Regions from separate parts of the Anser cygnoides genome. Here region 2 is linked to region 1. The links are chromatin contacts, called in public Hi-C maps. All regions are on one chromosome and are shown on one strand. The core of a region is the stretch at or near the end of the contact, and the rest is flanking DNA. Distances in the headings are between cores, read along the strand shown.

The links. Hi-C and Micro-C count contacts between places; a contact is called where the count stands out from the background.
Region 2: a contact with region 1 is called in a Hi-C map of granulosa cells, with 2.4 times the contacts expected there. The contact joins the promoter of MYO5B here to the promoter of RPL17 in region 1. A contact is called at or near these places in 3 of 7 Hi-C or Micro-C datasets (granulosa cells and liver).

The regions. Positions count from the first base shown.
Region 1 is chrZ:59,700,999-59,706,599 of Taihu_goose_T2T_genome, forward strand. It overlaps RPL17 (ribosomal protein L17), which reads right to left and starts at 2,770. Exons shown (of 7, transcript XM_048079765.2): 1 at 2,702-2,770; 2 at 2,277-2,329; 3 at 2,148-2,188; 4 at 921-1,055; 5 at 567-665; 6 at 1-36. The coding sequence starts at 2,316. It overlaps LOC125184841 (small nucleolar RNA SNORD58), which reads right to left and starts at 241; the gene lies at 175-241. LOC125184839 (small nucleolar RNA SNORD58) reads right to left here and starts at 832; the gene lies at 766-832.
Region 2 is chrZ:59,913,810-59,920,001 of Taihu_goose_T2T_genome, forward strand. MYO5B (myosin VB) reads right to left here and starts at 2,382. Exons shown (of 43, transcript XM_066989141.1): 1 at 2,242-2,382; 2 at 1,000-1,229; 3 at 1-31. The coding sequence starts at 2,337.

The DNA.
Region 1 (5,601 bases), core at 1,520-4,019:
GATGTGCTCGATCACCAGGGAATCCACATCGAGTCCCTGCGCGGGGGGAACAAAAACAAGGTGCCGCGACTTGATTCGCTCCGCAACTAACTTCTGCGGCAGAACCGTGACACCGCAAGTCAGGGAAGCGCAGGGCTATCCCCCCGCGTGTCACGGCCAAGTTACATCGCGCTGATGGCTCAGCAAGAAACGATTATTTCACGGTCATTCCAAAGGTGTCCTAAGATCGTCATCACCGCCATCAGAATCGCCAAAGAAAGCGCTGAGTGTGCTGCAAAACTACAGACTGAGCAGGAGCCCACGGATCGCGCTTTCGGGGGATTTTAGGAGCTTGCTCCCCCACCACGCACACTCCCAATAGTTGACAGCCATCCACCTGTGAAAAACTAACTCCTTTTTACCTCAAAAAAAACGCACGCAGCGGAATTCAACCAGCAAACCAAACCCTCTAGGCCCCGCTTTCAACCACAAAGCGAGTCCTTTGGACTTCTGAGCACCGAGTTCAGGTGCACGAACACGCACAGCCACACGAACAAGGCACGTTTAATAACATCTGCTCGGCCCACCTTGAGCTCAGCATTGCTCTCTGCGTTTTTGAGCATGTGCAGCAGGAACTCCGCGCTTTTCTTGGGCCAGCGTCCCTGTGTCCAGCCCCACTGCTTGGCCTGTAAGAAAAAAAAAAAAAGAGAAGCAGTTTTGTCCCAGTACGACACAACTTGCCCTTTTACATGATATTAGTTTGTCATTACGTGTCCTTTCACTTCGATCGCTCAGAAAACTGATTTCTTTTCACGTTGAATCCAAAGGTGTCCTAAGAAAGTCATCACCGCAATCGAAGCGAACGGTTCTACACCTCGCACAAGAGCGAGCTGAAATAATTAAGATCAACGCCCTCGCCACGTTTCCATCCCAGCCCTCACCTGGGCGCATCTACCAACTCCTCCGTTGTAGCGACGGAAGGGCACGCACTGCTTCTTCAGGGTCACGTCCTTCAGGTACTTGGTGGCCTTGCGGATGTGCATGCCCTTGATGGCCTGGGCAGTCTCGCGAGTGTTCTAGCAAGAAAAATAAAAACACACGGTGAAAGCTCCTCTTAACACTTCTTTCCGCGTTACAACGGGAGTAAAAGCACTGGATTTTCACCTTTCTTCTCCTTTCTCCAAGGAAAGAGGCAATCATACTCTTTTTTACTACAAGCTCAGTTCAAAAGAAGCCACCAAAAAAAGTACAATCAGCAACTTTTTTTTTTTTGCTACCTACAATTCTTAGTCCGACCCCCATTACTGAGTTCACAGCTCTGTGATGCCTTTATTGTTTTTTTTCACCCAGAGCTTTCCAACCAGCAAATCTAAAATTGAGGATTTACACTTATCATAGCTCCCTCTTTGGCCACTAACCCAAAAAGCGGAAGCCTGAATGATTAAATTCCTGTCAAGATATCCAATATGGCACCTCACAGGTAAACACAAGCTATACAAACAAGCTACAAAATTTAATGTCTGTGTAAAGGGATTAAAAAAAGAGGGAATGAAAAGCATCAACAAGAAAAATCAACGATAAGTTATTGGTGCTTAAGTTACTTCTTAATTTTTGCACTTAATATACGATTACAATAGAAGAACAAACCAAATTAAATGAAAGCTCTTTTCACCTGCACTATCTAACGTTCAGCAGAAAAGCATGTTCTCAGCTTCGTTTCCATGATTAACCCAAATTACTCTTATATTCACTGCTGCACCTAGGGGTTTTCCAGAGCAACGTATGAACCCGTATCACTATTCATGCCGAACGCTTGCTGCCATACTTCTCGACCACTAAAATGACAGGATTAGCAGGGAGATCCTTCCCAACATCGAAGCAGGCAGTGAGAAAAAGGAAACAAATCCCTAGTTCTAGTCTTAATTCCTCCTGCTAACTTCCCTCCAACTACCTCTTTCCTTTTCTATTAGCTCTATTAGGCAGCAAACTAAGACAAGACCACCTTATTTTCCTGTTCCTGCGGATAAAGGTCATTATGAGCAGCTTGAGCACACGCAGGCCGTAACCTACACCACCCCACTTCATAAACTACAGAATAACACGGGAAAATAAAGGTCATCTCCTTCCAAAACCCAGCTTGGGTTTCCCACCACGCGCAGGCCACGTACCTTGAAGTGCACTCGCAGGTTGGAGCCCCTGGACTTGCATGCTGCGGAGAGAAGAGACCAACTTCTGAAGTGAAAAAGCGAACGATTTCAGGGAGTAATACGGCAACAAGAGATCAGAGAACAACTCACACTTCGTGGGGTTCTCCGGATCCAGCGAGTAGCGGACCATTTTGGGAGCTCAACTGCGGGGAAGCAGGGAGAGAAATCATACTGGGTTTCTAACACAGACAAGCAGAAAACAGACCGCTTTCCTCACAACCGACGGCTAGCTGACAAAGCCCCTCAGAGATAGATTTTCTTTCCACAATTAAATCCAAACGTGTCCCCCCCTTCCCCCCCCCCCCCCCGCCCCGCAGCCTCACGGCCCGCTCCCCCCTCACAGCCCCGGCACCTCCGCGCTCCGCCATCTGCGGCGCCAGCGCCGCAAACGCCGATGGCAGCCAGCGGGCCGAGGCGCCCCCGCGGCCCCTCATGGCCTCCCCGGGCTGCCCGTGGCCGGGACGGGGCCGGATGGAGGCGGATGGCGGCGGATGACGAGCCCACGGCGTCCTCACCTCAGGGCGGCGGCGGGGAAGAGGAAGGGCGGCGCCTGGCGGGGGGCGGGGAGGGCCGCGGGGCCGCTCTCGCGAGACAACGCGCGGGGTCTCGCAGGTCTATCGTGGGCATGGGCTTTGTCGCGACAGGGCTCCGCGCCACCCAAAAACCAGACCCTGGGTCTGAGAGCGGTGTCCAAACGCTGCTTGAGCTCCCTGGGGAGCCTGGCCCAGTGCCCGGGCACCTCTGGGTGCAGAGCCTCGCCCTGGCGCCCAGCCTGACCCTCCCCTGCCCCAGCTGTGAGGGTTCAAGTCGTGGTTTTGCGCTGAAAAATTCCGCCCTTCGCGCATATCCAGAAGCGATCGTGCGGGCATAACAGTGGGGAGGGTGTTAAGCAGTTAAAGGGGAGGTCCCACTGTCCCACAAAAAGGAGGATAGCTGAGAAAAACAGGACGAGCGGTGTGAAATCAGTAAAAACAAAAAATCACGGGCCCTCTAGTCATGACAGAAGAAGGGAAGAAAAAAAAGGGGGAGAAAGTAATGGTTAGCCAAAAAAAGGGGGGGGGGGGGAAGTAAAGCCAAATTGTACATATTTGGGCCCCTCAGTACAATAAGGACATTGAGGTCCTGAAGCATGTCCAGAGAAGGGCTGTGAAGCTGGTGAAGGGTCTGGAGCACAAGTCCTGTGAGGAGCAGCTGAGGGACCTGGGGTTGTTTGGTCTGGAGAAGAGGAGGAGGCTCAGGGCAGACCTTATTGCTCTGTGCAGCTACCTGAAAGGAAGGGGTCGGCCTCTTCTCACCCAAAACTAGCGATAGGACCAGAGGGAATGGCCTCAAGTTGCGCCAGGGGAGGTTCGGGTTGGAAATGAGGAGACATTTCTGTCAGAAAGAGTAGTCAGGCGTTGGGACGGGTTGCCCAGGGAGGTGGTGGCGTCACCATCCCTGGGGGTGTTCAAGGAGAGGTTGGACGTGGTGCTTAGGGACATGGTTCAGTGGGTGACATTAGTAGTAGGGTGATGGTTGGACCAGATGTTCTTGGAGGTCTTTTCCAACCCTAATGATCCTAGGATTCTACACCCAGGGTTGCCCTGTTTCAGGAAGCGTGCAGGTCCTTTGCCTATTGTGGGGCAAGTGACACCCAAGGGCCACTCGTGGCTGCACAGCCCCATGTCTTAGCCTGAGATGTAAAAATAAAATGTTTCTGTGCATAAATGATCGTGCCCGTGTCTATGTGGGTACGTGCACCCAGGCATGGACCTGTTACGGGCTGCCCCCGGCTGGAAGCACGGTTCCACAAAATGGCGCCAGGCCCAGCGCCCTGAGGTGCTTCAGGGCAACCCAGGTGCTGCACCTGAGGGTGACAGGGAGGTGGCCCCTGCACTCCGTGCCCTGGCCATGGCGGGCTTGTCCCACCCCTTGTAAAATCACCTACCGGCGAACAGAGAGAGAGAACAAACTTGCCCCAGGGAAGGGGCATGGAGAGCAGTGCCTCAGCTGGGCTCAGCACCCAAAATCAGCGGGTGTTAAAATGAAAGGCTCATTTTCAGGGCAGGGGCTAAATCCCCTCGGTCCGCCTGTACCATGTTTGGGTAATTCCTACTGTCCTTAACCCTCTTTCACTTCTGGGAGCTTCTGCTACCTCCTGCCAGTGCCTTTGCCCCATAAGCAGGACAACAAGAAGAGGGCGAGATGGGACGCATGGAGAGGCAGTGCAGGAGGTAAAATGGAGGATCTTGAGTTTCACTCATCACCTCAGCGTTATATTTAGGGGCGAGAGGCACCACATTCACCTTCATGCCATGGGGTTAACTGCCTCTGTTGTAGGGTTTGGCGCTCGAGCCATGCTGGCCAACAAGTGGCTTTTGTTTCTTTACTCGGTTAACACAGGTGGACTGGAGAGTCTTTGCGGTCTAGGCTGGGCCTTGCAGAGGCCACCACATAGTGGAGACTGTCTCCAAGTAGATTTGTTGCCAAAGACATCTCTTAAATGCAAGGTGTGATTAAACCCAATGGCTAATTAGGCCACATCGATTGTTTACATCACTACATTCGCACCAGATTTGCGACTGAAGGAATTACAAAATTGCCCTGGCAGGTTCCTTGCTAAGCAGGGAAGACATCTGTTTTATTCAGGAAAGCAAAGCCTGGTCAGCTGAGCAAAGAAAGACACAGTCAAACCGATTTTTCTAACCCTCAGGCTAAGGCCAGGGTTGGTAGATCAATTCGGTGAGGCTGAAGCAAGTCTAAGTGCTGCAGCTAGATGGCAGGCTAGGATGAGAATAGAGAGCAGGGACACCACATAGCATAAAAGAAAAAAAAAAAAAGAGATTAAGACTCATATTTATGAATCACAACTGGTATTTACAGCAGCATTATAAAAAAGTAAAATATATATTTTTTAAATCGAACCTTTATGTGTTAATAGAAAATGTGTTTCTTATTTTAGGTTGTGTTTGAAACTAGAACTGCTCGGGAAGTTGACCAAACCGCTTTTCAGTGAAACGAAAACATCTCCTGAAAGCGGTACCCAGCTACAGCAAAATGCTTAGTAAGAAAAGTTTGATGGAAGAAGGGAAAAAAACATCGATCTGCTGTCCAGGCACCTCCCTGGTGTGAGAGAGGTCCGGGTTAAACGCTGTTTAGATTAAGCAGGCAGAGCAAGAGCCTACTGCCCATGTGAATGCTCAGACCACTGGGATATTTTCAGATCTCTTCTTTAGCGCTAATAAACTCCAAAGCTTTGAGGCTAGGATTTCGCCCAGATGGGATGCGGAAAATATTTGAACTATCACAAATATTTACACGGATGGGAAACGTAGAGCTGTAATTTTAACTGCAGTTCCCCGTTCACCTGCCTTAAAAGGTTCGTTTTACTTTGCTGTCGAGGAGATGCTTCCTGCATCTTCTCTTACAGCTGCAA
Region 2 (6,192 bases), core at 1,132-3,631, 210 kb after region 1:
ATTTTCCTCTGCCTCCAGAAGCTCGCGAAGCCTGAAACGAAGGAAACGCTTCAATAAAAACCAGAACGACTTATCTGTTGAACGATTAAGTAACGGACTGCACTCTTCCCCTCACAATTTATGCGTCCCTGTAAAGGTGGCAGGGGGATCTTTGGCAGCTCGGCACCAAGCCTGGTGAAATTTAACACTGGGAAGGCAAAATCCTGCACCTGGGGGCACGCTGGGGCTTACTGGGGGTGATGAAGGAGCTGAACAGAAGCCAGCGAACACAGAGATGATGAAGGGAACGGAGGGGTCTTTGTTTGAGGGGAGGCTGAGGGAGCTGGGAGCGTTCAGCCCAGAGAAGAAGGCCCCAGGGGGAGCTCATCAACTGTGTACGAATCTCCCACAAAAAAGAGGGAGGCTCTTCGGAGTGCCCAGTGGCAGGACAAGAGAAAATAAAACGTGAAATTCCACCTGTCCACAAAGGAACAGGTTTTTCTCGTGAGGGTGGCCACACGCAGACCAGGCTGCCCAGAAATTCTGTGGACGCTCCGTGTCTGGAGATACCCAAAACCCGACAGGACGCGGCGCTGAGCAGCCTGCGCTAGGTGGCCCTGCTGAGCAGGGCCAGAAGATCCCAGCGAGTTCCTTCCAGTTCACAGCTGCAAAGCCGCTTACTATAAAAAGAACAACTGAGAAAACGTTTTTTTTTTTTTTTTTCTAAGGTCAGCACAGCCCAATTCTGTTGTGGTTCCGGTTTTTAGCTTTTTGTTGTTGTGAATTGTACTGGTAACAAGGGCCCAAAAGCTCCTCTTTGCTCTGCGTTGCTGCCTGCCTGACAAATAAGCACGCCCACGCTTTCCAGTCCAAGGAATAACGAAGGCCATGCCGTAATGCCGGGGGGGAGGCACAGAGCCGAGCTCTACTGAGTATTTTTCCCCCACAATCGCTCCCCTAAGCACGCGGTGAAGTGGAAAATAGCAGGGCAGACATTGATTTTAGCTCCTTGCTTGCTACCTCTCTCTTCTGTCATCAGTCCCTGCCTGATACTCCTGCATCGCCGCCTCAACCTTTCTCCGCACAGCTCCGTGCAGCCATTTCTGCTCGTTGCGTTGCTGCCACTCGTGGACGCTGCGACACTGCCTGTAGAGCTTTAGGAGAGCGGCGTATTCCAGGAGCTCCTGTTCTTTCTCTCTGCGGGCCAAGGCAAAATTTTCACGTCTTCGTTCTTTAGGGGGCTTGGCTCTCTGCAACAGAAAGAATGTCTGATGAAATTACAATTATTCTTTTTTTTAATCGAGTTGGGGACCGAGTCCATAAGGGTTTATGGTAACCAAGGGTAACACAGAGCCCAAAACACAGAATCACAGAATCGTCTAGGTTGGAAGAGACCTCCAAGATCACCAAGTCCAACCTCAGACCTAACACTAACAAGTCCTCCCCTAAACCATCTCACTAAGCTCTACATCTAAACGTCTCTTAAAGACCTCCAGGGATGGTGACTCAACCACTTCCCTGGGCAGCCCATTCCAATGCCTAACAACCCTTTCAGTAAAGAAGTTCTTCCTGATATCCAACCTAAACCTCCCCCGGCGCAGCTTTAGCCCATTCCCCCTCGTCCTGTCACCAGGCACGTGGGAGAATAGACCAACCCCTACCTCGCTACAGCCTCCTTTAAGGTACCTATAGAGAGCGATGAGGTCACCCCTGAGCCTCCTCTTCTCCAGGCTGAACAATCCCAGCTCCCTCAGCCGCTCCTCTTAAGACTTGTTCTCCAGACCCCTCACCAGCTTTGTCGCCCTTCTCTGGACTCTCTCAAGCACCTCCATGTCCTTCCTGTAGCTAGGGGCCCAAAACTGAACACAGTACTCGAGGTGCGGCCTCACCAGAGCCGAGTGCAGGGGGACAATCACTTCCCTAGCCCTGCTGGCCGCACTGTTTCTGATACAAGCCAGGATGCTGTTGGCCTTCTCGGCCACCTGAGCACACTGCTGGCTCACATTCAGCCGAAAACCGCCACAAGAGCAGCACGAAAGGCCTGGAGGAGCTACAACTTGCCTGTTTATCCACCTCATACCTTAAATCTCAACCTGTCCACCTCAGCGGGACCACCCTGACGGCCTTACCCCCAGCCCCGACCCGGCCACACGCCCCCAGCCCGGGCTTGGCCTCACCGCCTGCTGGCCCCGCGGCCAGCCCCACGCCAAGAGGGGCCCCCTTGGGGTCTCCAGCCCCCGGTGGCGGCTCCCGGCCGCTCACCAGCGTCACGGAGTGCGGGCCGGGCCCCAGCACCTCCCGCCGCCACCCCGGGCCCCTCCGCGCCGTCATGGCGGCCGCCGCCTCTGCCGTTGCCATGGCGAAGCGGAAGTGACCTCACGACGCAAGGGACGCTCAGAGCGGGCGGGAGCCCGGCCGGGGGGAGGGGCCGCGCATGCGCAGTGCGCCCGCGCCGCCTGAGGGGGCACAAAATGGCGGCCGGGGGTGGGGGCGTTGTCCTGTCGTCACGTCGCGATATCGCCACAACGCGTCGCGGGTTGGGGCTGCTGCGCGGGAATGCGGCTCCCCGCGCCCTCCCGCGGCTCCTGAGAGGGGTTGGGGCTGGTGCGCGGCTCCCAGCAGCGCCTCAGGAGCTGCGGTCGCTTCAGGTTCGTTGCCCACAGTGAGTTCGCTTGGAAGCCGCGGGGCAGAGACAGCGCCAAGAGCTTCGTTTCCCTTCGGATAATCAGGACTGGGCTGATAACGAGTTGGAAAACGTAATCCGAAGGCAGAAGGGTTTAACGCGTGTTTTTATCCTACTGAAATATGTGTGCTGTGCGTATATCAGGTCTTAGTGATGTTAATTCTGCACTGTCAAACACAGCTGTATGATAGGGAGCACTCACACACTCCAGTATATGTCATACCACTGCTGCAGTGCTCAAACAACTGGAATCTTCAGAGTTTGTTTCAGTAGAGATTTACTCTGTCATCCTATTCTGACTGACTCCTGGAGGTGTTTGGGAAAGAGAAACAACTTCAGTGAACAGTGTTTTTTTTTTTTTTCCCTGAGGTGAAAACCCCTATTTACGTGCTGAGAGGGCTGAGTTTCTTGGCAGGCTGTAGTTTTGATTAATATCTGTGGGAAAAGTTAATGGGAGATGTTGCCTTAGTCGTCATTTACACCACAACATGAGCCAATTTTATGTATAATACAGTAAAGAAATGTGCAGTATTTCACGTTTAAAATATGAATTAAACAATGGAGCTGTGGATCCGCCAATCCCACTATTAATTCTTTCTTTAAGTCCCTCCACCGCTTGTAAAAAAAGATTTATTCCTAATTTTAGCGTTAAGGCACGGATAGATTGTGATTTTATTCTTATTTTACATTAACATTTGATGAGAAATCAGATTGTCACAGGAGCTAAGGTGCAAAGGGGATCCTGGTCACTGCATTCTCCAGGGTTTCCCCATGGGGGGAACGTATATAGGATATATATGGCATATATTCTGTCCTTTATTTGCTGGCTTGGATCCCTGAGGGAGTGTTGTAACTGCCTGCTCCTAGGTCGTGTAAACAGTTTGGGGGGTTTTTTCTGTTCTAGCAGGAGCCACCCCCTTTTGTAATGTGACTGGCATTGTCAGTGCCTTTATCGGGTCAGGGCAGTCACTTTAATAGATTTGTCCTAACAAAACGGTAAAAATCCCTTGTAACTATCTGTACAAGCCCTGAAGCAACAGGGGATGTTGTGGGGACTTTTTGGGCGGCCAAGTTCCCGTTGGGCAGCAACGCAGCCAAAAAAATGTTGTAAGTTCTGTAAAGAGTAGATCCCGGGAGACATTCTGGTCCTTTCTATCCCCTGCCAGCTTTTAATCCAGAGCCTGTAGGAAAGCACGAACTCCGTCAAAGGCGCTGAAGAGGAATTCTCCTTTCTGAAACCTCTCGCTAAGGAGCAGCCTGAGAACTTTACAAGAAAAAAAAAAGCAAAACACATTTTATGCTCAGCGAGGGGCGGGTAGGGCAGCACCACGTGGCAAACTCGGCGAACGGGATTTTCTCGCGTGGATTTCGGGGGGTTTTAACTGGCGCCTTTTTGTGCCAGGAGGGAAAACCCAGGCGAGGACAGTAGGGCGCCTTTTTTTTTTTTTTTTTTTTTTGCTCTTAGAGGAAGTACAAGAGGTTGATTGATATCGGCTGATGAATAATTGCCTCGTCGTACAAAAGAAACCTTTCACTTCTTTCTCCAAGAGAAAAAATTAATGATTTTTAAGTCAACCAAAGCCGTCCCCGCCCCTCATAAAAGATGAAGCCTTTCTTACAGTGGTTTCTTATTCCTTTTGTGTGGTACTGTGGCAGCCGCGTGGGCCAGCACTTGAGCACACCAGTTCCCTTCCTTTTACACGATCAAAAGCCCTGCAGATGCTTTGGGTTTCCCAGGCAGGGACTCAAGAAGCCCACAATTCCTCCCCGGTTCTGAATTCCCCCGGGGTTTCCTCACTGATCACACTCCAGACCGTCTCCAGTTCCTCCGGTCGTGCTTCCTTTTAATCCCTCCTGCCAGAGCTTCCAGGCAATCTTTAAAATACACGCTTAAGAAAATCCTAACTCCCGGCTTTTTTTATTTTTTTTAAGGTCCATCGGGTACCTTTATTCATTTTTTCTGGAGGGATTTGCTGATCGCTCGCATTCACATGATCGTCTGAGTCAGAGACAGGAGACACAGCCACGCTGAGCACGAGCAGCGGAGATCAGAACTTTTACTAGCATGTGTTTTCAGGCATGAGCTCAAAATCAAGCCTTTCCTTCACTCCCAAACTACCAAACTTTGAAGTTTTTACGGTAATAAGTCCTGCAGCCTAAGAGTTCAATCGTGCAGCTGTAAGTAGTGTTGGCTCTCATCGTTCTTCAGGGATATCTTCACTAAAACGCTTGTTTCTTTCACAGATGTGCCTCCCCCTGGAATCGCGGGGAAGGAGGATGGAAGCTAGGACAGGTCTAGGTTCCAACACTTCTGAGACTGGCGCCATGAGACAAAATTCTTCACCCCTGACCCCCACATCAGAAGGTTGTGGCAGAGATCAGCTGCTCTGTTCCTCTCCTTTCTGTCTCAGCTTTAAAGAGCAAAGAGTAACCACAGAAAGGGAGCGCAGCACGAAAGAGGGGTGAATGATCCCAGCACGAAATGATTATCACAGACATGTACGGTTTATTTTAGGGCTGCCCCAGGAGCTCATTTACAAATTTCAGTGGATCTGGCCACAAAGCTGCAGCCAGCTCTGAAAAACTCCACGTCGGAACAATTTCCCTACTGTAAAAAGAAGAAAATGTGAATTTTTGTTGCTGAAAAAAATACTGTTTTTTTTTTTTTTTACTACTGGGACAAGACTTGAGCCTTTAACCCAGCCGGAATATTTAAAGAGGAACTGAAAATAAATTTGAGTTTTGAGACTTTTTGCTAATTCATTGATCATTCAGAGGTTACTTCGCTGTAGCTAAAAAGCTCTCTCTACATTTTCCTTCTCGATATTTCTACATTTTCCAGAGATTTGAGTTTTTTAAACGGTTTTGAGAAATAAGATCGCACGGCGCTAGAGGTGCTTTTTGCGTCATCCTCACATGCCAGTCGCAGGAAACTGCCCCCAGCCGCCCACGTCGCGACGGGCAGCGTGACTTTTGCACCGCCGGTCACCAAAATGTCGGTCGTAATCTGGTGGCTGGCACGAGAAGCGCTGGTGAAAGGTTAGATCCGAGTGGAGACCGAGGAAAGGGCGGGTTCCACAGAGATTATTTAAGCTCATGATTTTCCTGTGAAGTTTGATGGGCTTTATCCTAGATCACTTCAAAACTGTTGCCAGTGGTGGCAGGGCTGTTTGTTGAGGGCTTTCGGGAGGGAGATTGGGCTGAAAAGGGGCAGACAGGATCTGTTTGAAGAAAAGAAAAAAAAAAGGAAAAAAAAGAAAAGAGGAGGAAAAAAAAAAAGAGAAAAGAGAAAAGAAAAAGAAAAGAGAAAAAAAAGAGATAAGAAAAAAAAAGAAGAGAAGAAAAAAGGAAAAGAAGAAAAGAAAAAAAAGGAAAAGAGAAGAAAAGAGAAGAAAAGAAAAGAAAAAAGAGAGAAAAAAAAGGAAAAGAGAAAAGAAAGAAGAAAAGAAAAAAGAAAAGAGAAGAAAAAAGGAGAAGAGAAGAAAAAAGGAAAAAGAAAAAAGAAGAAAAAAGGAAAAGAAAAGAGAAGA